Regions from separate parts of the Mus musculus genome. Here all the other regions are linked to region 1. Evidence: chromatin contacts called from public HiChIP or PLAC-seq and Micro-C data. All regions are on one chromosome and are shown on one strand. The core of a region is the stretch at or near the end of the contact, and the rest is flanking DNA. Distances in the headings are between cores, read along the strand shown. Region 1 holds the start of Bahd1 (bromo adjacent homology domain containing 1). Region 2 holds the start of Ltk (leukocyte tyrosine kinase). Region 3 holds the start of Nusap1 (nucleolar and spindle associated protein 1). Region 4 overlaps Gpr176 (G protein-coupled receptor 176). Region 5 holds the start of Ino80 (INO80 complex subunit). Region 6 holds the start of Gpr176 (G protein-coupled receptor 176).

Region 1 (3,892 bases), core at 688-3,187:
AAACCGTGTCCTGTAGACTAGGTAGGCAGCTTGGGAGACCCCGGGGGCAGTTCTGGAGGTAAATGAATTCTCTCTCTCTCTCTCTCCTCTCTCCTCTCCTCTTCTCTCTCTCTCTCTCTCTCTCTCTCTCTCTCTCTCTCTCTCTCTCTCTCTCTCTCTCTCTCTCTCTCTCTCAGGCTATTGCCCAGCCACAGAGGCTGGCAGCCCTAGTTACCTTAAAAGCTGCCCGGGTCAGTGCACGTCAGTAGCACGGTCTAGGAAAGGTGGGGAACTGTATAGAGCGCAGGAGGAGCCCCTAAGCCACTCTCCGAGGCTCGATTTTTCCTGCTTACTAACCAGGCTTCCTCAGCACTCTGGGCGCTTCTCTGCCCTAGGCGTTCCAGGGCCCAGCCCCTCCCCGGCTGCTCCCAGGCTCGGGTGACTTGACACTACCCTTTTTTGCTCCTGCTCCTTTACCTCCCAAAGCGCCCCTCCCCCGCCTGAATTGGAAATGAGGCTTTGTTCAGGGGTGGACTCGGTATTTCTCAAGAACCTACTGTGTGCACATTACAGCTCCTTGAAGTGAAGTCCTGGGCTGGCTCTGGCGCTACAAGGTGTCCAGGACACAGCCCCTTCCCGCACCTCCCAGGGACTTCCCACCCCTTCATATGACCTCAGCCTGCTGTGCCCACCCACCCAGCTGACCCCGAGAGCGTGCTCAGGCTTGGAAAAGCACGTCTGTGGGTGTGAGAGACGGAGCCACAGCATAAGGCGACTATGGGGAAGCTAGGTAAGTGTCTGCACTGGTTCTACACTAGCTTGGGGACGCGAAGGAGTGTGTCCAGCCGCGCCTGTTGGGCTGCCCGCCCCTTTCCCTCTCCACCGGAGAGCTCTGATGTTCCCCGCGGTGGTGGAAGAGGGTGTGTGGGTGTCAAGGACTCACAGACCAGACTCTGCTGTCAGCTGGAAATGGATGAGGGTTCCACACTTGGCTTCTGAAAGAGGGCGAATTGGGAACTGGGGTGGGGGGCGTTAGGTGAAGGACAGAAAGAGGAAAAAGAGATGCGGGTGAGGGGTTACCGAGCCAGGACCGACCTTGCTAGGAAGGAAAGGAGACGTGGCAAGCAGGGAAGTCGGAAAGATGAGGCAAGGGCGGGAGGGGCTTCTCAGGAGTCGGGGCCCTTTCGCGCGAGTCTGGGGCCCTTTCAGGAGGAAAGGGGGTGTTGTTCTTGCTTGAATTTTTCGGTTGGTCTTCCCGAAGCTTTGCCATGGGGGCAGCAGCCTGAGGGTGAGGTGCCCCCTCGACCCTCAGTTTACTGTAGCCGGTGCTGGAGAGGTTACGAGGAAAGAGGGATGTAGAAGGGTGATGGTCAGGGAGGGGGCGCGCTAAGATTTTTCAGGGTGGGGGTCTGCAGTGAGGTGCTGGGGCTTCAGGGTCAGGTCACCATGGGATACTGGCTCAGGCTCCAAAGACCAGGAGAAAATACAAGAAGCCGGCAAAGAAAATCATCCCCCGCCACCACCCTTGGCACCGTACCCCTCCCCCCAGGCCCCACCACTCCCCGCACCGCCTCCCCCGGCCGCCTCGTGCTGCCCCCTGCGTCGGGACGACCGACCCACGATTCTGATTGGTTGGAGACCGGGAGGGGGAGCCGAGGGCCGGATTGGCTGGCGGGGCCAGCGCAGGGCGGGGCGGCTGATTGGCGGAGCTTGCCGAGGGGCGCGCCGCTGATTGGCTGAGGACGAGGAAGCAGGAAGGAGGGCGGCGGAGGCTCCGCTCTCGGGGAGTTTGTGGGGGAACCGCGAGCGGCGTAGCGGATCCCGGAGCCCGGCCCCCGCTGCTCGCCCGTCCGGCCGCCTGCCCCGCCCGTCCGGCCCTAGCCGTCCGCCCGCCCCGGCCAGGCGCGCCCGCCCCCCCCGACGGCCCCGCCCGACCGCGGCCCCCGCTCCGCCTGCCCGGCCCCGGCCCCCAGGAGGAGGCGCTGACGCAGCAGCGTGGAGCCCGGGAATTGAGCGCCCCCGGGGGGTTCCAGCCGCCGGATTCCAGCCCGGCCAGGGCCTGCGGGCGCCCGAAGCCGCGCCGTCCGCGCCTCTCGTCCCGGTGAGCTAGGAGCCGGGATCCAGGAGGGGGTAGGGGAGGGCGAACGAGCGAGAGCGAGCGAGCTAGGTAGGCGGACTAGCAAAAGGGAGAGGACCGGCCGCCCGTCAGCGCGCCCCGCCGAGCGCGCCGCGCCGCCGCCCCCGCCAGCCCCGGGAAGGGACGGACGGACGACAAGAAGCAGGTGCGGCTGCTTGCCCGCCCGCGCGCGCCGCCTCCCTCCCCCGGGTCCGGCGCTGCGGTCCCGCCATCGGGGAGCATTGCGCGCCTCGAGGTGACAGCCCCCGGGGGGCGCCCGCCTCGCAGGCCGGGGGCGGGGTGGGTGGCGGCCGCAGGGTGGCAGCTTGGCCGGGCGGCGGCGGCGCGGGCGTCCCGGGCTACGGAGGGCGGGAGGACGCGGGGTGCTTCCTCGCCGCGGCGGAGCCGGCTCGCCTCCGAGTGCGCGGGCGGCAAGGCCCCCGCCAAGCCCCCTCCCCCATCGTGGTCCCGGAGGCTAGGGGCCGCGGCTGGGGGCGTCGCCGCGGGAGCGCCCTCTCGGGGTGGGGGGCGCCCTCCCGGGTTGGGAGCTGACCGGCAATTGCCGGAGGGGGGATGGGGATGGGGGCCGCGTCAGGGCGAGGGGTAGTGTGGACTCGATCGGGTCGGGCTGAAGGAAGGGAGGCGCCGAAGACGGAAGGGGACCGGTTCGAACAGCGAGTGTGGGCCGCGGGAGGCCCTGTGGGGACCGTGCGGGGCGGCGGCCGAGTCCGAGGTGGGGCGGGGGGAATCGAAGTTGTCAGACCGCCTCCAAGTGACAGCGGGACCCGGTGCTCCAGGCCTGGCCTGGTTGTGCCCTGCCAGTCCCGCCGCCTCTCCTCTGGGGCCGTGGACCGGGTCAGGTCGGGCCCAAGGGGCCCGCTCGGCGGTGAAGAGCCGGACAAAGGCGGCGCCCGAGCGGGCGCAGGTAGTGGTATCGGGGAGGGGAGCGAGTCCGGGGCACCCACCCCAAGGGGCGGGCACGGGGCCGGACTCTGCCCTGGGGACTGCGGGGGCCGGGGCGTCCACCGGGAGGAGCTGCGGCACTGGCTCTGGTCTGTAGCCGCAGATATCCTCGCGGCTCCGGGAAGAGTGGGGTCGACTTAGCCAAGGCGGAGGGGCAGGGTTGAGGGGTGTGCGCACCGAGTGCCCTGGCCGGTGGCGAATGGGCTGGTGGACTCACAGAGGCGAGCGGAGCCTGCTAGCAGTGAGGCTTTCAGCAAGTCTGCCTCTCGGTAGAGGTTTAACTCCACCTGGGATGTCTCCTAGTGGCCCATTGTCGGCAGTCTTAAGAGCACAGGCGGCTACTTGGATTGGGACTAAGGGACCCCACCCCCCAACACACACACCCACTGTGCTTGGCGATGCCTTCACTATTGCTGTAGCCGTCTTCCTTGGGCAAGAAGGTACCCACATAGGGACATGATAAAGCTGAGTCCATAAATTGAGGCAGAAATTTGAAGACATAAAATAAGGTTTCCAGCTTTCTTTTGTACCACCTGACACGTTTCTCCCCATCTTCTACCTCCATAATCTTCCACCAACAAGGAAAGCCTCAGAGAGACCACATTTCTTGGGGACACCACTGTTCTAGGACACTTTGGGATCTCTGGCTTAAGCTGTGAGCGCTAACCCCAGCGGGTGAGCAGCTCTAGGCTGTATGATGTTTACCCGTTTGAGAAAATCCACTCGGCTCCGGTGCCCCTCCTCATGTGATTAAGTTGGGAACAGGAAGAGAGGAGTCTCAGGCTGATAACAGCTGAGAACATGGCCTTTTGCTGAGAAAAATCTGGGTTGGAG
Region 2 (3,892 bases), core at 482-2,981, 860 kb after region 1:
CTCTCTCCTCCCCCAGCTCTCGGACCGGGCGCCCCTGTCCCACTCGCCCCGCTTACTCCGGGACAGGCGTCCTGGCCCTGCTGCCCCACAAGGATGTACACCGGCTCCCCGCGACGGAGGAAGAAGACTGCTGAGAGGAAGATGCCGTGCGCCCGTGACAGGTGGTTTTGGGCGCCCTTGCCGCCCGCCGCTCCGTAGGCGGAGATCCTGCAGGAGGAGAGAGCACCGGTCCGCGTCTCAGTCCTAGGCGCCTCGGTCCTGGACCAGGCGGCGGCTCAAGGTCGGGAACCCGTGGCCGGAAAGCTTCTTCCTAAGGGACTTAGATGGACTGTGAAGGGATGGGGAAGAACCGAGTTTTGGGTTGGGTTCCACGAGTATTTCAAGAGCGTTAACGGAGATGGCTGGAATCATCCAGCCCCATCTTCAGCCACCGTTGATTGGGCGGCCGTCCTGACGATGGTTAACTTAGGAGGAGGACAGACAATCGAAGTGACTGACACTAGACTTCTCTGCGGAATGTTTTAAGATAACTTCCCTGGTCTGTAGAACCTCAGCCTAAGAGGTGATTGCCACCCTCTTCCTGCTGGGCACTTACAGATACTGGCCTGTGTCTGGCACCCGCCACAGCTGCACGCCTTTGAGCGGCCCGGCAGCCCCCACTGTCACCATCACGCTGCTTCCTGTGTATGCCCCATCGCACTGTGTTTGTGTGGGTCCGCTCCTGCCGCTGGCGCCACAGGTGTTAAACACCCAAGGCCCCCGTGTGCCTAGGTACAAAGGGAGAAGGAAAAAGTTCCTCTCCAGGCCTAGGGATCTGGAGATGGTGAACCAAGAAAAGGGAGGAGCCTGAAACTCACCTAGAGGATTTGGGAGGGAAGCTGGCTCCAATTTACTGGGTGTGGGGGTGACTTTCTGCTCCTGGGAATTGAGTACCAGCACCGGCAAAAGCGAAGGTGTTAGAAAAGGTGTCTGGAACTCCGAGTTGGAGCAAAGAATAGTTCCTGAAAGGTGACAGGAAGAAGGGTTAGATGATGCAGAATGTGACAGGGGAGACATAAGAGATGGATAGCCACTCAGCAGTACCCTGCTTCCAGCCACACCCCGAATGCCGCCCAGCTGGTGCATACAGAGGCTGAAGCTAGACACCTACCACCCAACCGGGTTTCCCAAGCCTTGCAAGGTGTCTACATATATCATGACATATACATATATCTACATATATACATATATATATATATACATATATATATATATATATATATACATATATGTCTACATATATCATTCCAGAGCTCTCATGGAGTGACTTGGGGGCTGCACCGCTCTCTGTTGTACAGCACCCCACCACCTCTCCTCTCTCTAGCTTCCTCCCAAGTAGTGCCAAGGCCCCATCTGATTCTTAGATTCGGACGTGCTCCGCACCTTTCTTGCTGTACTCTAAAAGCACAAGGCCACCTTAGAAGGAACCATTGAGACCTGGTCTGTTGCTAATGCAGCCCCAAATCTAGTTGTCTCTGGTTGGCTGGTACCCTGACCACCAAACAGCACTTACCAGCAGCTCCCAGCCACAGCAGCAGCCGGTGGGAGCAGCCCATCGCCCAATCCCTTGGTTCCAGCAAAGGATGATGGTTGAGAACTCGATTCCCTAGCTGCAGTTTATAGGCGTGTCAGCAGTCTCAGAGCTATCACCACTACCCTGCCGACTTCCAACTGGCCTGTATACACTCACGTCAGACCCGGGAAATAGAAGGAAAAGGCGGAGCATGAGGACAGCGAGGTCCCCAGGCTTCTGGGAGGAGCCTTGCTGAGCTGAAGGGCTCTAGTCCCCACCTATGGCACACCAACAAACTAGTGAGTTCCTGGTAGGAGAAAAAGTTGACTCTACATTATACCTTTGTGATAGGCTGGACAGCACCTAGTACATGGCAGTAGCTTTTGTGGGTCTCAGGATAGCATCAATAGTGAATGGCTTTATTGGTGTCAGTGTTAGTTTAAGTGCATGATCACACATGGGAAGTATGTAGAGCCTCCAAAAATCCACCTGCCTCTGCCTCCTGGGTGATGGCGACTAAACTGTCCCCCATAAGGCATTATTGCTTGCCATTGCTGTGTCCCTTTCTGACCATGAGGCAGGACATCCCAGTACCTCAGAATCATGACTTTCTGAGTTTGTTGCACACTGTTCCTGTGGACAATTTCTTACTGCCATGACTGGATAAGGTGTTGAAAAATGTGGACAGTGTTGCTCACATTTGTAACCCAGCACCTGCCAAGTGGAGATGGGACCCCAAGTTCAGTGTTATCTTCTGCTTTCAAACTGGATGCCAGCCTGGACTTACATGAGACTTCCTCTCAAAAAGCTAATAGATATGTTAAAAAGATGTCAGAAGCCGGGTGGTGGTGGCGCATGCCTATGATCCCAGCACTTGGGAGGCAGAGGCAGATTTCTGAGTTCGAGGCCAGCCTGGTCTACAAAGTGAGTGCCAAGACAGCCAGGGGTACACAGAGAAACCCTGTCTCTGAAAGAGAAAAAAAAAAAAAAAGATGTCAGAAGATTCAAGTGCTAGCATTCCCAGGCAATGCAGAGTGGCTCAGCCACAGGCCACCAACTGCAAAATCACATGGAAGGATAGTTTTGTGTATTGTGTCCTTTATCTTTTGTTCAAAATGCTAATGTTAAGCCAGGCATGGTGGCTCATGCCTGTAATTCCTGCACTTGGAAGGCTGAAGCAGCAGGATTGCTATGAGTCCCCTCAAAACAAAAACAAAATCTTCCTACCAGAATAAATCTTTTGCAAAGGATCTCAGCTATCTGTAGAAGAGTGCAAATTTCTTTTTTTTAATTAATTTATTTGTTCAGCGCCCCACCCCCAGCCTCTCCCCTCAAGGTTCCTAATTTCTAATCCATGGGTATAAACCACCCAGGAGGCTAAAATCCCACCAGGGTCATTAGCACTGCACAAATAATGGTCTTGTGGGTTGCCTGACTCCCTGCCCTCTGCCGGCCTCCAAGGGGGAAAGCAAAGGTTACAGGAGGAGTTTCTTTGGGAGGAGGCAACTAAGGGAAGAACCATCCCAATAAACACATACTGGACTTAAAAAAACCCAAAAAACTAAGTCAATGACTGAAGCCTAAACGCTAAAGATGTTTTTACTTCTAAAAACTGAAGCTGGGCCTATCAGGTAACTAGCTAATTAGTAAATTCTGAGTATCTAATACTAACTCTAGCTACGGTAGATTTTATAAAAATGGAGAACTCATGACCCACTGAGTTCTATAGATATCACCATCACTCTCTTTCATGGATAAAATTTTGTTTTAATAAGCTAAAGAAAGGAACTGGTGGTGTGTGGGGCTGAGGAGCCCTCTGCAACCAGGGGAGCCAACCTGGAGCTGGAGAGAGGGAGGGAGAGAGGGAGAGAGGTCGAGCTATGCACAAACCCTGAAAATCCAGTCCTGAGACCGGCAGGAGTAGGATTCCTCCCTCCCTGCTCTGGGCCTGCATGTCCCAGCACCACCAAACCCCACCATCACCTCTGCCACCATTGAGGCCGACAGTGGCCATGATGCAGGTTAAACATCTCTCTTCTTATAAGGTCATGTCCAGCAAAGCACCTGGAATTCCTCTTCATACAAATAAGGCCACAGTACCTTAGCCATGGCCAAGTTAGTACACTTACCCCAAAAGCCTCTACTCACTCCCCAAAGCCTTAAATAGCTGTTGTTCCCCACAATTAAAAGCTGCTCAATGAAGCCTGTCTCCTGAGAGTCTGTCCTCATAGTGCTCACAGACACCTAAGGTTTCCATCACTTATTTCCTGCCTTAACTTCCCTCATAGGCCACTAGTCTGATAGTAGGTGATCATGCCGTTTATGTTGGCTCACTGTCAG
Region 3 (3,892 bases), core at 449-2,948, 720 kb after region 1:
TACAGTAAGTGTTGTGCCACATACAATATAAACTAATAATCAATTACTGAGTTCAAAGACAGTAAAAAAGGTATTTCAAGACCACAAGGTTACTAGTAAACGTGACCATTTACCTCAGTCAGAATGCACACAAGCAGAGGAACACAGTGAGGAAGTCAGGCCTAGATTCATAGCTTAGCAGGGAATGGTGCCTGCAGCCAAGCTTGGCAACCCAAGTGTGATCCTGGGCCTGAACCCCTCAAAGGTATAGTCTCACCTTCATGTGTGCATCTCGGTATGTGACTACACACAATAAATAAATAAACAAACAAATAAATGTGATAAAACTGTTTTTAGATTATAACTTGGAACAGAAATCTAACTCTATTCTTGCATGCATTTTTCTTGATATAGGCAAACATTGTACTTCTGAGCTATAGCACATCTCCAAATCTGTAATTAAATTTTTGTTTGTTTGGTTTTTCAGACAGGATTTCTTTGTGTAGCCTTAGCTGTCCTGGAACTAGCTCTGTAGACCAGGCTGTCCCTGCATTCACAGAGATCCTCCTGCCTCTGCCTCCCTAGTCCTGGGATTAAAAGTATGTGCTACCACCGCCAGGCTTATAATTAAAACTTTTAATCAGGCTTTTTAAAAAAGAGGTTGGCCAGGCGGTGGTGGCGCATGCCTTTAATCCCAGCACTTGGGAGGCAGAGGCAGGCAGATTTCTGAGTTCAAGTCCAGCCTGGTCTACAAAGTGAGTGCCAAGACAGCCAGGACTATACAGAGAAACCCTGTCTCAAAAACAAAAAAAACAAAAAAAAGAGGTTGGGTGCAGGTTCCCATGCTTGTGATCCCAGCACTTGCAGGCAGAGGCAGAATTGTAAATTCAAGGAAAGACCTTTATTACCAATATCAAAAGTAAAATAATTTGTAACTATATCAAAAATGTCACTTCAGGGCCAGTGAAATGACTCGGTGGGTAAAGGTATTTGCTACCAACCCTGAGAAATTATAACTAATAACTAATAACTAATAACTAATAGTCCTAGTTCTCTCACAGACCTTAAAACCTACATCCAACTTTAACTTTCACCAATGCCATGTTTATATGATTCAAACCGGTAAAGAGTTTACAACTCAAACATACTCTATGGAGAGCGTAAACATGTCACAAGACAAAGTTTCTTTCTTGTTTACAACAGTTACATACTCTTCACTGTCATTAAATCGGGAAATATATAGAGAGCGCCACCTCAGGAATTCTCCACACGTACCTGGACTTGAGAAAACCTTCTATGCCAACCAAAAAGGGCTCTAACAAAACGACGTTGTTTGTGACTTCTGGAAGACAAAACGGTTTTGAGAAGAAATACCTGCCAGCAGATTCATCTGCCCATAAAACTTAACAAAATGGGTGGGGCTCAGCCAAGGGCGCTGGGTTAGCTCAGGCGACGGCCTGGGTTTGAAGCCCAACTCGGGAAAACAAAACAAACCCCTCCCTCCCCTGGGCAGTACTGTCCCCCATTCCTCATCTGCCTCTGGTCTATCTTCCTCACAAACTACCCTCGCCTCACTCACTGGAGAAGGCCAGGGCGCCGAGGGACCGCGACAGGTCCCAGGCGAGGTGCAGGGTGTCGCCGAGCACCGCGTAGCACCGCGCGCAATGAAACACGGCACATCTCTCCGGCTCCAACCACGCAGGCAGCCGCAGGTCGACAGGTGACGCCTTCACCTTAGACTCGGAGGACCCGAGAGGGGAGAACCCTTCCACCACCTGAGTGTCCCACTCCATGGAGGAGGTAAGAGAAAAAGGTGTATCACAAGAGTCACGACGTGACTGGGTCTCCAAGAAGCGAAGACTGCGGCGCGAGAGAGTCGCCATATTTCTTTGAAGCGCGCGCCTCTTTCTCGCACGCTCCAAGTCCCGCCCACCTGTCTCCCTGCGTCTTCATTGGACAATGTTCCTGAAAGACACGCTCTCAATACGCTCAGCGCCAGCATATTGGTATAGTTTGCGGAATAGCGGTCTTCAGCCAATCACGCTACTGGCCCGCATCGGAAACCCCACCCTCGAGGCAGTTCAACCAATGAACTTACAGCAGTCTTAATTTAAACTCCATATATAAGTCGGCTTGTCAACGTCTTGGGTGGCGCCAGTTTTGAGCCGCTCTGTTTTGAGTTGTGTGGCTGTTTTTCTGGGAATCACCGAGATTGCAGAACGCGATGACCGTCCCCTCTGCAGAGGAGCTGGACTCCTTTAAGTACAGCGACCTGCAAAATTTAGCCAAAAGGCTGGGCCTCCGGGCTAACATGAAGGTACCGTGCTGGCTGGCGGTGCGGGCAGTTGGGTGGGCGGGGTAGAAGAGACCAGGGATTTGGGGGACAGGGCGCGAAGTGACTGAGAGGAAACCCCCGAGGGACGTTATTTTGGGAGGAGTAGGTAGGTTTTGTTCACAGTGACTGGAATTTGTTAAACGAAAGAAAAGCCGAGGCTGTTACTCTAGTTGGAGGCTTTTTTTATTATATTTGGAGAACTTATAAAGACTTTTTGTTTTTTGGTTTGGTTTGGTTTTGGTTTTTCAAGACAGGGCTTCTCTGTGTAGCCCTGGCTGTCCTGGAACTCACTCTGTAGACCAGGCTGGCCTCAAACTCGGAAATCCACCTGCCTCTGCCTCCCAAGTGCTGGGATTAAAGGCATGCGCCACCACTGCCCAGCTCTTATAAAGACTTCTTAATGGAAATGCTAATACTTCCTGGTACCAAATGGGAAACGAAGGCCCATAGGACGTAATCAGTGTAATTTCCATGCCAGTTATTAGGCAGTTGAAGAAAAACTACTTTAAACGACTTCTTCTGAAAAACTCTACTTACTGTTCAGTAAACTATGACACTACCTTCACTCTCGTGAACCTTTAATGGGATGCCTGTCCACCGTGATCTAGTATGATTGTCCATACATTAATCACTATTGTGATGGTGGTCTTTTTCAAAACCGATAAGGTCTTTGAATTCTGAGTTTGCAAGGTGTTCAGAGAAAATGTGGGGATTCATTGTGAGATTGGACTTGCTATATTGAAGCTTGCCCACATGTATATACCAGAGATTTGTACAGCAAACTGCTATTTGCACTAAATCTCTAATTAGTTGTCATAAATGTTTTTAAATGGTTTAAATAGAATAATGTGGCCATAGGTACACCTTTTATCTGGCTGAACGGCACTGAAGAGTACTTAGAAATGTTTCTGAGTTTAGTGCTTAATGGCTCCCCAACTTATTGTCTAAAGCTTAGTCCTTCAGGTTTTTGCTATCTTCTCCTCTTCCTCCTCCCCCCCCCTTTTTTTTTAATGAAATAAAGTCTCATTATACTGCCTGGGCTATCCTGGAAAACAGTATATAGCTTTGAGTAGCCTGAAACTTATGCTGAGACTATATATGGGCTTGTACCTCCACCGATGGCCTGACTGTAATTGTTTATCAGACTACACCTGTTGCCTCTGCATCTCAGCTGCTCAGATGAGCACCCTGTCCTACCTCAGTTAAGTAGTTTGGGGTTTGCTTCATAGCCCCTGCTGTGTTCTTTATTTCTAGCTCACTTGGTATTTTATAAACTCTTTTCCCATTAGTCCACTGGGAGCTTCCAACAGAAGGCTTGCCTGCTTTGTTCACCAGTCTCTCTAGCTCCTAGCACAGTGCTCTGCACAATGTAAGAACAGTTAGTTCTTCCATCAATGATTAATGCTGATGAATAACACTTGAGCTTTCAGGCAACTTGAGCTTCATCCCATTTTATTTGACCTGCTAAATGTCTTCATTTGTTTCTATCTCAGACACCTCCCTTCTCATTGTTGCATCCTTGGTGAGATAGTATGTTAAGAAACCATGTCCTAGTCAGGCAGTGAGATAGATGGCTCA
Region 4 (3,892 bases), core at 714-3,213, 610 kb before region 1:
CCACACATGTCTTTGTGTAGCATTTCTAGATTGCCTGGAATGTTCTTCATAAGTTTGGTTCCTTTTAATCCAGGTTTTAGTTTAAATACTGTCTCCTCCAAAAGGCCTTCTCTGACGATCTCTCTGTTTCAAACACATGCATTTCTTCCTCCACTTACATTACAATACTTTACTGTGCCTTTACAGTACATTCCTAACTATTATTAGCCATTTGTTTCTCTCTCATTGGGGAAAACATATGTAACCCTTGTTCAGTTACAAGTCCTTACATAGCTCATTATTAGGAAGAGTAGCCATCTTATAAATAATTGTTAAATAAATGAATTTATCAAAATACATGGGCAGACAGCAATCAAAAGTCCCTGCAGTGCAGCTATCCATTTTGGGAGTATGTATGTCGTCATCAGAGTTTCCAAAGAAAACTCTAAGTCAGAATGACATACTGCAAGGAGGCCTGTTTGGGATGAAGAGCTGCAGCTGCAGAGATGCCCCAGCACAGTGGGCTCTAAACTCAACCCTCAGACTCCTACACATGGAACCTGAAGGCCGTGAAGCTGGCCAGGGCCCATCAGCCTGTGGTACCCTTCAGTATCACACAGCCTATCCTTCCTTGGTCCATTCTGTAACTAGGGCATCCCGCTTAGGACACTGCTTGCTCTTGTGCATCTGCCCAAAGGATGCTGCTAGTAAGCCAATCTGACAGCAGAGCCACACGCTATGGGAAGGACATGGTACTAAGCCTGCTATCCAGGGCACAGGCTATCCAGAGCTCCAGGCAGAGTCACTCCAAGGAGCTGCCTTTGTCCTTGAATATGTACAGAACTTACTGCCAAGGTCTTCTCAAACTCAATGTTCTGTGATCTTCTAGACAATGTAGAAAAACCAACTGATACATCTAGACATGTGGGCCAGCTGTTTCCAGGAATTCTCTAAAGCACTCTGCATTAGTTTGGTGATAGTGACTCAAGAAAACATCAACAGTGATCACACACACACACACACACACACACACACACACACACACGGACTCCCACTTATTCAGGATAAGAGTTGTTTATACTGATGCCACCAGTCACCATGGTGATAAGCTGAACAATAATGATTTATGAGAATCCTCCTGATTTGGAAGCCTTTCGTCACTGGTACACAGATTTGAGTCTAACCAAAGCATCTTTCTTTACATAGTGTTACAGGCAAGACTTAAAAATATGCTCAGGATCTATTAATGTAATAGTCCACTGGAAGATATTGTCTATGAAGAGATGTACACATTGCGGTATATTTGATTTTCACTGCTAGAAGAGTCTTTATCCCTTAAAGAACTTCTCACAAATAAATTATTCCCTTTGTGAGAATCAAAATCCTGAGGATTTTCATGTTGTTTTTTGAATGTGTGTGTGTGTGTGTGTGTGTGTGTGTGTGTGTGTGTGTGTGTGTGCATTTGCATGCACACCTGTGTTGGGTTGGGTTGCCATGGTGCATATGTGGTGGTCAGCCACCATTATGAAACTTCTGGCCATCAGACTATGGTCTCCAAGCTTAAAGTAGCACTCCAAGGTAAAGGTCGCACCTTTACCAGCTGAGTCACTTTGCACTGGTCCCACAGTCTGTATATTTGAAACAACATATATTTTGGATTTTCAATCCATAATTTTAACCCTGTCACCCATGTTTAAGTCTCCTCTTGTAGCACCATGAGGCTGCTAGGCACCTCAGCACTTGGATCCATCCATTCCAAAGTTGTTTGAGTCAGATCTGTAGTCAAGTCCCAAACGACCACTAGCAACAGACTCACCAGCCTTCACCCATGCTCCTGGGCTGGACTGCTCTTTCCACCCTGGGAAGCATTTCCACTGAGTCCACAGCAGGAAGCCAGCACATTCCCACTGTAGGTCCCATGGCAGGCTCAGGGGGTGCCCATTATAGGACTCTGACTCACTGAGTCCAACACCAGCTTCCTGGATGAGGAAGCCCTGACAATGACTACCTCTGAGGGATGCTGGCAAAAGCATCTAGTGCTTAACTGCTGAGTCAAGTGTGTAAGAAATGCCTGGCAAGGCTTCCAAATCAGAGGAGTGCCCATACGTCATTACGTTCAGCTTATCACCATGGTGACAGTGGCATCAGTATAAGCAACTCTTATCCTGAATAAGTGGGAACGTGCGTGTGCATGTGTGTGTGTGTGTGTGTGTAAACACTTGTGATGTTTTCTTACTGAGTAACCATATGTCATCAAGTCTCCAGCCCCAAGCCCATAGTTCATAAACCTACATGACCATTGGGATCACCACGAAACTTCTAAAGTACAGAGTCCCTACATCTAACCCTACTACATCAGAACTTTAGAGAGCATAGGAATCTTCAGTTTCATGTGCACAGCAGGAAATTTGGATGGAGTAACCACACCTAGCTTCACCAAACCCAGCAGCTCAGGAATACTACACTCAGGATTCCTTAAATAGAAAGAAAAACACCTCCCCCCTCAAAACACACACACACACACACACACACACACACACACACACACACACACACACCATAAAGGCACACACAGAAATCTCAGAGAATCTGAAAACAAGCATCCATGGAGCCTGGAGGAAAGCCTTCTCCATCAAGAATCAGGGTGGAGCTTGACCCCACTTCAGTGTGGGCAGAGCTCCAGCCACGGGGCAGCTCTTCCTTTGGGAATACCATCACCAGACCCAGTTTTAATTTTTTATAACTGACCTTCTTTGATACTTTTTAATCTCTCCCAACAGACCCACTGGGCAACCAGAAAATGAGAATATTTTAATTAGCTTTAATAGATATATTCCTAGCACCCCCATTTCATGGTGTGGCCTTAAGTATATTGGAACTATCGACTTTGTTTTAGAAAGAAGAGAAGAAGTTGGGGTGAGGGAGTTGCTCACTAAAAGCTGTACAGGGGAGGAGTACACTTGGTGGAATTATAGAGAACGAGATCTGAATGGCTTGCTTCCCGGAGGCTTGCTTGCCAGGGTGCCATCTGGTTGCTGCAGCCTGGGAGCCCTCAGGCTTGCTCTAGTTACTTCTAGTCTGGGACTTCAGGTTTTTCCTGTTTCCCAATGAAATGCCTTTGAGTGATTACCAAGATGATGTAGAACCAATTCTTAAAATGCAGACAATGAGCCGGGCGTGGTGGCGCACGCCTTTAATCCCAGCACTCGGGAGGCAGAGGCAGGCGAATTTCTGAGTTCGAGGCCAGCCTGGTCTACAAAATGAGTTCCAGGACAGCCAGGGCTATAAAGAGAAACCCTGTCTCGTAAAACCAAAAAAAAAAAAAAAATGCAGACAATGTATAAAAATATAAAGGACAAAGGTTGAAGAGATGACTCAGCTGCTAAGAATGCTTACTGCTCTTCCAGAGATGGGTTCCCAGAAACCATGAGCAGCGCTCACAACTGCCTGTGACTCCAGCTCTTGGGGGTACTCGTTTTCTGGCCTGACTATATGGGTACCTACACACTAGTAGCCTGAATGTGTACGCGTGCATACACACACACACACACACACACACACACACACACACACACACACAAATATTTTTTTAAGCCTACAAAAGGGTAATAAGTAAAAGCACCCAGTGATTACCTATTGAAAACTTTAGGGATGCTTTTCACAAATAGGGATTTTTGTCTGTGCCAGTGGTAGCAAACTATGCATACTGCACAAGATCTAGTCATTATGTGGACTATGTTTCTGTAACAATAAGTAAAAGTAGATACATATCATCATCTTGACAGCTAAGTAAAGCAATAGTGCTTGTCTAATTATATCCCAATTAATTTATTTACTGTATATCAATGGACTTGTTTAAGCTCTTTCTAACAGTCCATTATTATACAAAGCTGGATAGAAAACCAAACTGCAT
Region 5 (3,892 bases), core at 847-3,346, 580 kb after region 1:
AAAAACCAGAATGGTGAGCTGAGACATTTCAGCATTAACGAGCGCTTACTGCTCTCTCATAAGACCAAGGTTAGGTCCCTAGCACCCACATAGTGGCTCACAACCACCTGTAACTCCAGTTCCAAGGGACCTGATGCTTTCTTCTAACTGGCCCCCATGGGCTCCAGCATACATATAAGTACATCATATACTCAGGCTCACATACATAAAACAAAATGTTTTTTAAAAAAGTAACAGCAATAAAAGAAAAGCAACAAAGTTTACATGCTATATCATACATAAATCTCAAACATGTTACATGAAAGCAGCTGGTAAAATGTGGGTACATATTTGAGCATGCCTTTAGGTAAGTCAGAAATGTCAAGCATAGCACATCTGCTGGGCAGGGTTGCACACCTTTAACCCCAGCACTCAGGAAGCTTAGGCAGACTGATCTCTGTAAGCTGCAGGGCAACCCACTCCACATAGTCAATTGCAGGACATCCAGACCTACATTATGAGACCCTGTCTCATTTAAAAAAAAAAATCTAAGACAGAAAATAGATTGTTACCAAATGTTGTGGGAAGAGGAAAAAGTGACGTTTAAGAAACTTCTAGACCTTCTTTTAAAGTCAATGTTAAATGGTGGTGATAGGTGTACAGTCTGCAAATACTGAAATTTTCTGAACTGTGCCTGATTCACTTGAGCTGCAATCATATCTGATAAAGATGTTACTCCTTCGGGGGAAAAAAAAAAAAGCCAGAGATGGAAGTGCAGTTATAATCTTAGCACCATGGACGCTAAGGCAGGAGGATATCAAGTTCCCGGCCATCCAGGCCAAAAACAAAAAACAAACAGGAAAAAGAAAAAAAAAAAAAAAAAAAAAGACACGACCGGAAGAAAGGAAGCATCAATAACCCACAGTGAAAATTAGGGATGTAAATCATGGATCACTAACTGGGAAAACTAAGCTGATCATCAGCGATGTTTTAAGGAGTTCAACCTCCAAATTCCTTCCCGAGTCCTAAGAAGTACAAGAATGTAAATCAAAGAGTCCTGAGCACAGTTGGTTCTGAACTAAAATAGTTAAACGCCTTCTTCGGCAATATCCAACTTCTAAACTGTAGGGGGCTTCCATCCTCCGTGATTACGGAAGTAGTACTTTTCATCAGCAAGCTCAAGAAGGAATTGTCAAAGTAAGATGACACTTGCTGAGACGCACTGCAAACGCCTCGAAAACCCAGAAGTGCTGTCACAGACACATTTCTAAGTCTGTGCACGTGTTAGCCTGTCCCCGTCTAACACCAACTAGCAACTTGCATCATTCGCCCGTAACCGTGGCTCGCTCCCCATTAAACTGATACTCTATCCAGTCCATAGATCTCATTCGTTTGAATTGACAGGTAGAACCCTCGTCCGGTTCCTGGTCCAGCCCGACAAGCCTCCGCCCTGCCCCTCCCCACTCCCAAACCCACACACGTGTTAGAGCGACACCGCCCCACCGGGTCCCACGTGCACCTGGCCTAACACTCCCCACGTGTGGGTGCTCCACGGGCTTCCTCGGGTGGCCGAGGTCACCCATAACCCCGGAGAGCCAGAGATACACGACAGGAGAGCCGAGGCCCAGGTCTCTGAGGTCCCAACCCTATGGGGAGTGTCCACACCCATCCTCTCTAACCCCAACAAACCCCAGGGCCGGGGGCGACGGCCCCTTTAAGAAGCGGCCCAGTCGTCGCCCGCAGAGAGGGGCGCACAGGGGCCTACACGACACCCCCTCCGTCCACCCGCCCACGTCTTCTCAACCTCACCTCGGGCCGAGGGGCCCCGCCGCCGCGGCGGCGGCGGAGGGGGGGCGGGGGGCGGGCGGGGTCCGGAGGGGGGGGTCGCCCCGCCGACTGTGGAGCCGCGCTTCGCTCTCGGAGGCCGAGGGACGGTGACTGCGTTGGACGGGAACGCTCCTAGCTCGCTCCCTCGGCGGCTCCTGGGACCCCAAGATGGCGGCGGCGCTGAGGCGGCTGCGGGCGCTGGGCCGGCGGCGGCGGCGGCCACTTTCACTCACTGAGAGGAGCGGAGCAGGGACACGGGGAGCCATGGCGGGGGGGAGGAGAGGCGCCATAGCCAGGCCAGAACAATCGAGCAGGTACTCGGCCGGCTTAGCCCTGCCCCGCCCACGCCCACTGCTAGTCGCTAGCCCGTGTCCGCCGACCGTGCCGCTACGGGCGGCCTCGTGCAGCTTGTACCCCGCTGCCGCCGCCCGACGCCCCGCGCGGACCGGGGTTCTGGGGGAGACCCTCATCTATACTATCTGAGTGCAGATTGGTCGGGGCTGGGACTGGCGAAGATTGCCGAAAGGCGACGGGGAGGAGGAGGAGGATGTCATCGCTAGAGTGAGCAAGCAGATCTCGCGGGAGGAGATGTCGCGAGAGCTCAGCGGCCCTGCAACTGCCACAGAAAGGTTACTTTTCCGGAAGTAACGTCAATGGAAACCGCCCAAAAACCAGGGACTCATTTTGGTCCTGCAGGTGGGAGGGACTGCTTGGCGTTGTCGCTGGAAGTTTTCTCCAGGTAGTGCTGGCCTACCCCGAGGCCAGCTCGGGCGGGGATGGATCCTTGTAAGAGCCAACTTGGAGACGTCTCCTGGTCGTCTTCCTGACGACACTGTCCCCCTTCGGCCCGAGACCGTTGGCACGAAGGCGCTTTCACCTTCCATGCACTTTCCATTTCCCCAGTGGGGTGAGTCGCCCTGCCCACACTCGAGCAACCGCAGAGCTGGGGCGGGCGGGGCGGGGCGGGGCGGTTGTTTCATGGTTATTTTGTCTGGGTTTGGTTAATAGCCCAGGCTAGCTAGCGTCAAGCTCGGGGGATGTCTCCTGCCTCAGCCTCCCGAGGACTGAGGTTACAGTGTGCGCCATCATGCAGTCTTCTGCACTTAATCCACTCGTTTCCAAGACGTATATAGAATTGTTGGACTTCACCCTTTCGTTTTCTGCAAGAATCGCTTGTTTAATATTATCTGTTTTGCCTGTACTGTGCCTTGTGCAACTCCAGTTGGGTCCAAGTTGCATCCTTTGGAACTGAACTGCTTAAAATTAAAGTCTAGAAAATGATTATTTAAAAAATGTCTTGTTTTTTTTTGTTTGTTTGTTTTTCGAGACAGGGTTTTTCTGTGTAGCCCTGGCTGTCCTGGAACCGCACTTTGTAGACCAGGCTGGCCTCGAACTCAGAAATCCGCTTGCTGGGACTAAAGGCGTGCGCTGCCACGCCCGGCTCTTTTTTTTTTTTTTTTTTTTTTTTTAATGTTTCTTGGCCTCGATATGCTTTAAGTTCAGGAGAAAAAGTGTCCGTAAACAAGACCTTAAATGTTCACAAAGTTTAACAGTAACACTTTATAAGAGGGTCTGGCTAGACAGCTCAGCAGACACAGTCACTTGTCACCAATTCTGATAACCAGACCAGAACCCACATGGTACAAGTAGAGAGCTGACTCCTGCTTACTGTCCTCAGACCACCACATACATGCTGTGGCGTGTGCGTGTGATATATATACACACAGGCGATCTTTTTAAATTACAAAAATAATTCTGCAAGAATCAAAGCAAGTAGAAAGAAGCCCATCTTTTTTTAAAGAGAGAAGACAAGTGGAAAGAAGAACTCCAGAAAGCCTTGTGTTATTTTGCCAAAATAGCCTGCTCAGTACTGATGCAGAGATCCTGTTTCGAGAGGCATAAAGCCTGATGTTGCCCTACTTCAAAATTGGAAGGAATCGCAAATGCTCAAAAATGGTTCCCTCACCACGAGCTTGGCTTCAGGGAGGACAATTCGGAAAAATTGTCCGGATACGCTCCCCCACATATCAGCTGCCCAGTTGGGCAAGGTGCCACCAGTACCCACGAAGGAAAAAACCAAAATGGA
Region 6 (3,892 bases), core at 431-2,930, 530 kb before region 1:
TTGAAAACACACATCTAGACAATGTCACATGGACAGCTGAAAATGCTCCATGATAGAACGTGGAAGCTAGCTATTACAACAGAAAGGGCTAGAAGGATGACAACTTGAGAAAGTATGAAGGGAAATTCCACACGTTATTTTTTTTCCAAATATAGTCTTTTAATATCTCAGATGTCTTGGTTTCCATGGAAATTCTCAAGTGTCTAGGAAATATAATTTATTCTGACTTTGAAACTTTGACTTCTCTTCTCCACAACATCCACACATAAATTGTAATCTTTTCACATTCTTAAAAATGTCACAACAGAGAATTTAAGCCTGTTTGCTAGTATCCATTGTGCTTGCCAAACCTCAATGGAAAGCAGTCTGATTGTACTGTTTATTGTTTAAAGAGTTGCCCTAAAAAGCAAGAGCCATTTAAGAGTAGGGGGGAGGAAAGATGAGTCTCACCCTAACCCACACACATTTTACTAGCCATTGCACAAGAAATTACAAGAACAGTAATTCTTTCATCCTTTTTATGTCCTGCAGCTCTTTTTGAAAACGGATCCAGTGCCCTGTAACAGAGTAGCGCAGTTCATTTTGGTCAATTTATTTTCTTTAATCCCCTCTGAACAAGGGAGGAAATCTATAATCTTCTGTGAGTGGTTTGAGACATTTGTTGTTGGTTTTTTTTTTTTTTTCTTATCTCTGTTATGCACTTAAAATACAGGTGGAGGAGTCCAGTGGGTTTCGTTTTACTCAAAGATTGTAAAATTATCTGAAGACAATGTAAAGTTTAACTTCACACGCTCTTAAAAAAAAAAAAAAAAAAAGTCCCCGTTACTAGAAACAAACCAAAACTGACATGTAAAATAGAGCTCTCTCAAAAATAATTATCTTATATCGGAAATAGTAGCGCAAAAACACATTTTTGACTGAGTTAACATTCCTTCATCAGTCACAAATTCCCCGGGAATCGTTGCTCCTATTTGTAAACAAGAGCTAGAGGCAGCGATGCTCCCGGGCACCAGAAGGTAAGCGGTGATGCGCGGAGTCTGAAGCTTTGGACAAGGGCTGTCTGGACAGGTCTTTCGCCAGAACCCTGTACCTGTACCATCCTGCCAAGAGAAGCCCTGTCCCAACTCTTCTGCTTCCAGCCTCCAGGCTGGAGGTGACCGTCCTTGCTTAACTTAAACCTCCTTCAACTCCCCGCACATGGCCAGGCACCCCGCACCCCACGGCAGCTCTTGTGTCCTCGGGAAAGTCCGGCCCGCTGGTGGCCCCGCGGGTTGGCTTACCCAGTAGCGAGCCAATGAAGATGACGACCTGCACGGTGGTGGTGAACTGGCGGTACAGCTGAGCCTCGCTCAGCTCCCCGAACGCGCTGAGGTTGGCGCCAGCCTCGGCGCCCGACGTGTTGCGCGGGTGGCTGGTGTTCGGTGACACCCAGCTGCTGTTGTGCCCCATAGCGAAGCCCGGGGTTTGCGCTCGTCCGCCTGGCCTCTGAGCCCAGCGCACAGCCGCTCCTGCCCCGGGCGTGGAGGGACCGACGCTCGGGAGCCAGGCAGCGTCCTGCAGAGCCGGCCAGCCGGCTAGCCCCTCACGTCTGCTCATCGCCTAGCCAGCCATCCGCGAGGAGGGGTGGGAGGGAGGTGCGGCCGCGCCCCATGCCTGCTCCCCCCTGGGCCCGTCAGCAACCACATGGAGGCGGCACGGTCACAGAGCATCGCTGGGCCCTCCTCCCGAGGGGGGGGGAGGGGGCGGGCAGCGCGGCCAAGCCCACCCAGCACACACATCGGTGGCTGCGGAGGACCCCGCGCACGCTCTGATCCTCTCTCCCTAGTGGGATGGGAGCATTTGGCTGAAGCTATATTTCAATGCCGCTAGTAGCTTCGAAGCTGGGGCGGTGCGAATCCCCATGAAATGCCCCAGCCTAGTGATCATAGCTGGGAAGGTGGGGGCTAAACCAAGGGCAGCCAAGGCTGGGCAACAGGCCCTGAGTGTCCACAGCTTGGCCCCCGCACACTCGGCTGAACGCCAGGACTCTGGGACGCTCAGCTGGGGTCTAATCCCCAGGGCTGCCTGAACCCCTGGAGCCGGCTCTGCACCCCCCGCCACTTTGCCTTTACAAGCCGCCCCCACCCTTGGCCTCAGCCCCACCACTCCAGGTCGGATCTTGGCTTGGACAGATTGTCGTGACCTAGCAGGGACCAGGTAGGATGCCCCTAGCGGGGCAGAGCCGCCGCCCGCTCTGCAGCCGGGCTCCCAGCGCGTGCCTGGGGCAGTCGGGGCCGCGCGGCAGGCAGGCGAGGTCACGTGACGCACGACCCACCCCCTCACGCTGCTGGTGAGGGACGTAGCGCCATTTTGCCCCAGTGGAGCGTGACTTCGTCGCGGGGCGCGTGGGAGGCGCGCAGTTTCAGTATCTAGCTGCTGAAGGATGCACTGCGTTTGCTGCTGTGGTTACTGCCCCAGCGTCCTTAGAGGTACAGCCTGCAGGCTCTATATCATTTGCCACTGCCATCTGGGCAGGGAGCCCAGCCTCCCGGGCCCTCCGTCAAGTCAAAGCCTTGTCCATCTTCGAAAGGTGGACTAAAGGAACCCACTGATGGTTTCCCAGGCCCTTTCATTGGGCCTCACCTCCACACGGGGCACTGCTAATGAATTCAGCGATGAAGACTTGGAGGGGGTTTCCTGCAGGCTGATGTAAATTGGGAAGTTGGGATAAGCAGGCATACAAGAAGAAATAATAAGGCAGGAGGAGTGAAATGGAAACAAGGAACTAAGAGAAGGATCAAGGGAAGAAAAATATAGAAATGAGCCAGGCATGGTGGTGCATACCTCTAATCCCAGAGTTTTGGAGGGAGAGGCAAGAGAATTGGGAATTTGCTACAAAATAAATTGGCAGGCTTGAATATGTGAGACCTTTCACGGCAAAAAAAAAAAAAAAAAAAAAAAAAAAAGTGGAGGTCACCTTGATCCCCAAATTTGAGACACACATTCTTTATGAAAATACAGAACCAGGGACAAGGTAACATCGGTCTTACGGTCGCGTCTTAGGTGGATTTTCCACTGACTACAATGATGAGTCAGGGGTAAGGTTCTATATGACATGAGGTGAGACATCATTTAAATGTTATACTTTCTGGTTAATATACAGCAAATTCACAAAATTCAGCGGCTTGAACAACCTATGTCGCCAGCGTCTGGCATCTGGAGGCTATTCGTCGCTGGCAGGAGATACTGGCCGTAACTTAGAAGTCAGACGCAATTGTGCTCCGAATAATCTACATATGGCCTTACTACGTAGCTGCTTAGCGTCCTCATAGGCAATGCTGTTCCTCAAGTGAGGACTCGCAGAAACTACACTGACATTTATAAGTCATTTTAGAATCTACATGGTACCATGTCCTCTGCACTAGATTTGTTGAAGCAGTCACAAAACCATACTACATTTAAGCAGGCAAACCTCAAGGGTGTCGATCACTAGTAAGACGAACATGTAGAATATGGAGCCTGATATTGCAGTCATTAAATAAAAATATGTCAAAAGAGCTTCCTATTGAAAAAAATTTAATTTGGATATTTTTTTCTAGAATTGGTTATGACCGGGTCAAAACCCATTGTGGTTGTTCTGATTTGCTTAGGCTACTGAAACAAAATGCCCTAGACCAAGCAGCTTATAAACAACAAAGTTTTGTTTCTGGTAGCTCCAGACTGGGAGGTCCAAAAGAGCACTAACGCTTGTATACATGAGAGCTTATTTCCTTTTATCTCTTCATTTATGTTCAGAAGAATTCTTGGATTTTAGTATTCTTAGACATTCATTTAAAAGCAGGAAGGATCCTGGGTAGGAGGAAAAACAGATGGAATGGGATCTAGGATTCTTGCAAAGACCAAACTGATGGTT

The links. A called contact is a pair of places that touch in the nucleus more often than the background predicts. HiChIP or PLAC-seq counts read pairs in DNA pulled down with a chosen protein or histone mark.
Region 2: a contact with region 1 is called in a Micro-C map of embryonic stem cells, with 2.3 times the contacts expected there. The contact joins the promoter of Ltk here to the promoter of Bahd1 in region 1. A contact is called at or near these places in 1 of 39 promoter capture datasets (embryonic stem cells) and 2 of 484 Hi-C or Micro-C datasets (both in embryonic stem cells).
Region 3: a Micro-C map of embryonic stem cells shows a contact between it and region 1, with 4 times the contacts expected there. The contact joins the promoter of Nusap1 here to the promoter of Bahd1 in region 1. A contact is called at or near these places in 1 of 484 Hi-C or Micro-C datasets (embryonic stem cells) and 2 of 115 datasets of contacts at active chromatin or transcription factors (bone marrow-derived macrophages and memory CD8 T cells).
Region 4: an H3K4me3 HiChIP or PLAC-seq map of bone marrow-derived macrophages shows a contact between it and region 1, with 3 times the contacts expected there. The contact joins the enhancer-like site here to the promoter of Bahd1 in region 1. A contact is called at or near these places in 7 of 39 promoter capture datasets (the 3T3-L1 cell line, 3T3-L1-derived adipocytes, cranial neural crest and 4 more) and 8 of 115 datasets of contacts at active chromatin or transcription factors (bone marrow-derived macrophages, embryonic basal ganglia, embryonic forebrain and 5 more).
Region 5: a contact with region 1 is called in an H3K27ac HiChIP or PLAC-seq map of double positive thymocytes, with 4 times the contacts expected there. The contact joins the promoter of Ino80 here to the promoter of Bahd1 in region 1. A contact is called at or near these places in 2 of 484 Hi-C or Micro-C datasets (both in embryonic stem cells), 2 of 115 datasets of contacts at active chromatin or transcription factors (double positive thymocytes and epiblast stem cells) and 1 of 9 other capture datasets (adipose tissue).
Region 6: a contact with region 1 is called in a Micro-C map of embryonic stem cells, with 3 times the contacts expected there. The contact joins the promoter of Gpr176 here to the promoter of Bahd1 in region 1. A contact is called at or near these places in 5 of 39 promoter capture datasets (the 3T3-L1 cell line, cranial neural crest, embryonic stem cells and 2 more), 5 of 484 Hi-C or Micro-C datasets (CD4 T cells, embryonic stem cells and regulatory T cells), 5 of 115 datasets of contacts at active chromatin or transcription factors (bone marrow-derived macrophages, embryonic stem cells, large pre-B cells and 1 more) and 2 of 9 other capture datasets (adipose tissue and liver).

What each region holds. Positions count from the first base shown.
Region 1 is chr2:118,899,678-118,903,569 of GRCm38.p6, forward strand. It overlaps Bahd1 (bromo adjacent homology domain containing 1), which reads left to right and starts at 1,938. Exons shown (of 7, transcript NM_001045523.1): 1 at 1,938-2,080. It overlaps Gm32957 (a long non-coding RNA gene), which reads right to left and starts at 1,503. Exons shown (of 4, transcript XR_003954052.1): 1 at 1,075-1,503.
Region 2 is chr2:119,758,700-119,762,591 of GRCm38.p6, forward strand. It overlaps Ltk (leukocyte tyrosine kinase), which reads right to left and starts at 1,732. Exons shown (of 20, transcript NM_203345.2): 1 at 1,553-1,732; 2 at 858-1,001; 3 at 596-767; 4 at 57-207. The coding sequence starts at 1,595.
Region 3 is chr2:119,616,600-119,620,491 of GRCm38.p6, forward strand. Nusap1 (nucleolar and spindle associated protein 1) reads left to right here and starts at 1,699. Exons shown (of 11, transcript NM_133851.3): 1 at 1,699-2,296. The coding sequence starts at 2,204. Oip5 (Opa interacting protein 5) reads right to left here and starts at 1,906. Exons shown (of 6, transcript NM_001042653.1): 1 at 1,559-1,906; 2 at 1,255-1,321. The coding sequence starts at 1,862.
Region 4 is chr2:118,285,873-118,289,764 of GRCm38.p6, forward strand. The region is part of intron 1 of Gpr176 (G protein-coupled receptor 176); the gene reads right to left. Among named protein-coding and RNA genes, the nearest start is that of 1700054M17Rik, 17 kb to the right of the region's middle. Within about 2 kb of position 1,964, at least 46 of the 459 cell types and tissues checked have an H3K27ac peak or open chromatin away from gene starts, as enhancers often do. A contact at or near this core is called in bone marrow-derived macrophages, where this site is marked.
Region 5 is chr2:119,475,591-119,479,482 of GRCm38.p6, forward strand. Ino80 (INO80 complex subunit) reads right to left here and starts at 2,097. Exons shown (of 36, transcript NM_026574.4): 1 at 1,789-2,097.
Region 6 is chr2:118,371,739-118,375,630 of GRCm38.p6, forward strand. Gpr176 (G protein-coupled receptor 176) reads right to left here and starts at 1,681. Exons shown (of 3, transcript NM_201367.3): 1 at 1,281-1,681. The coding sequence starts at 1,449.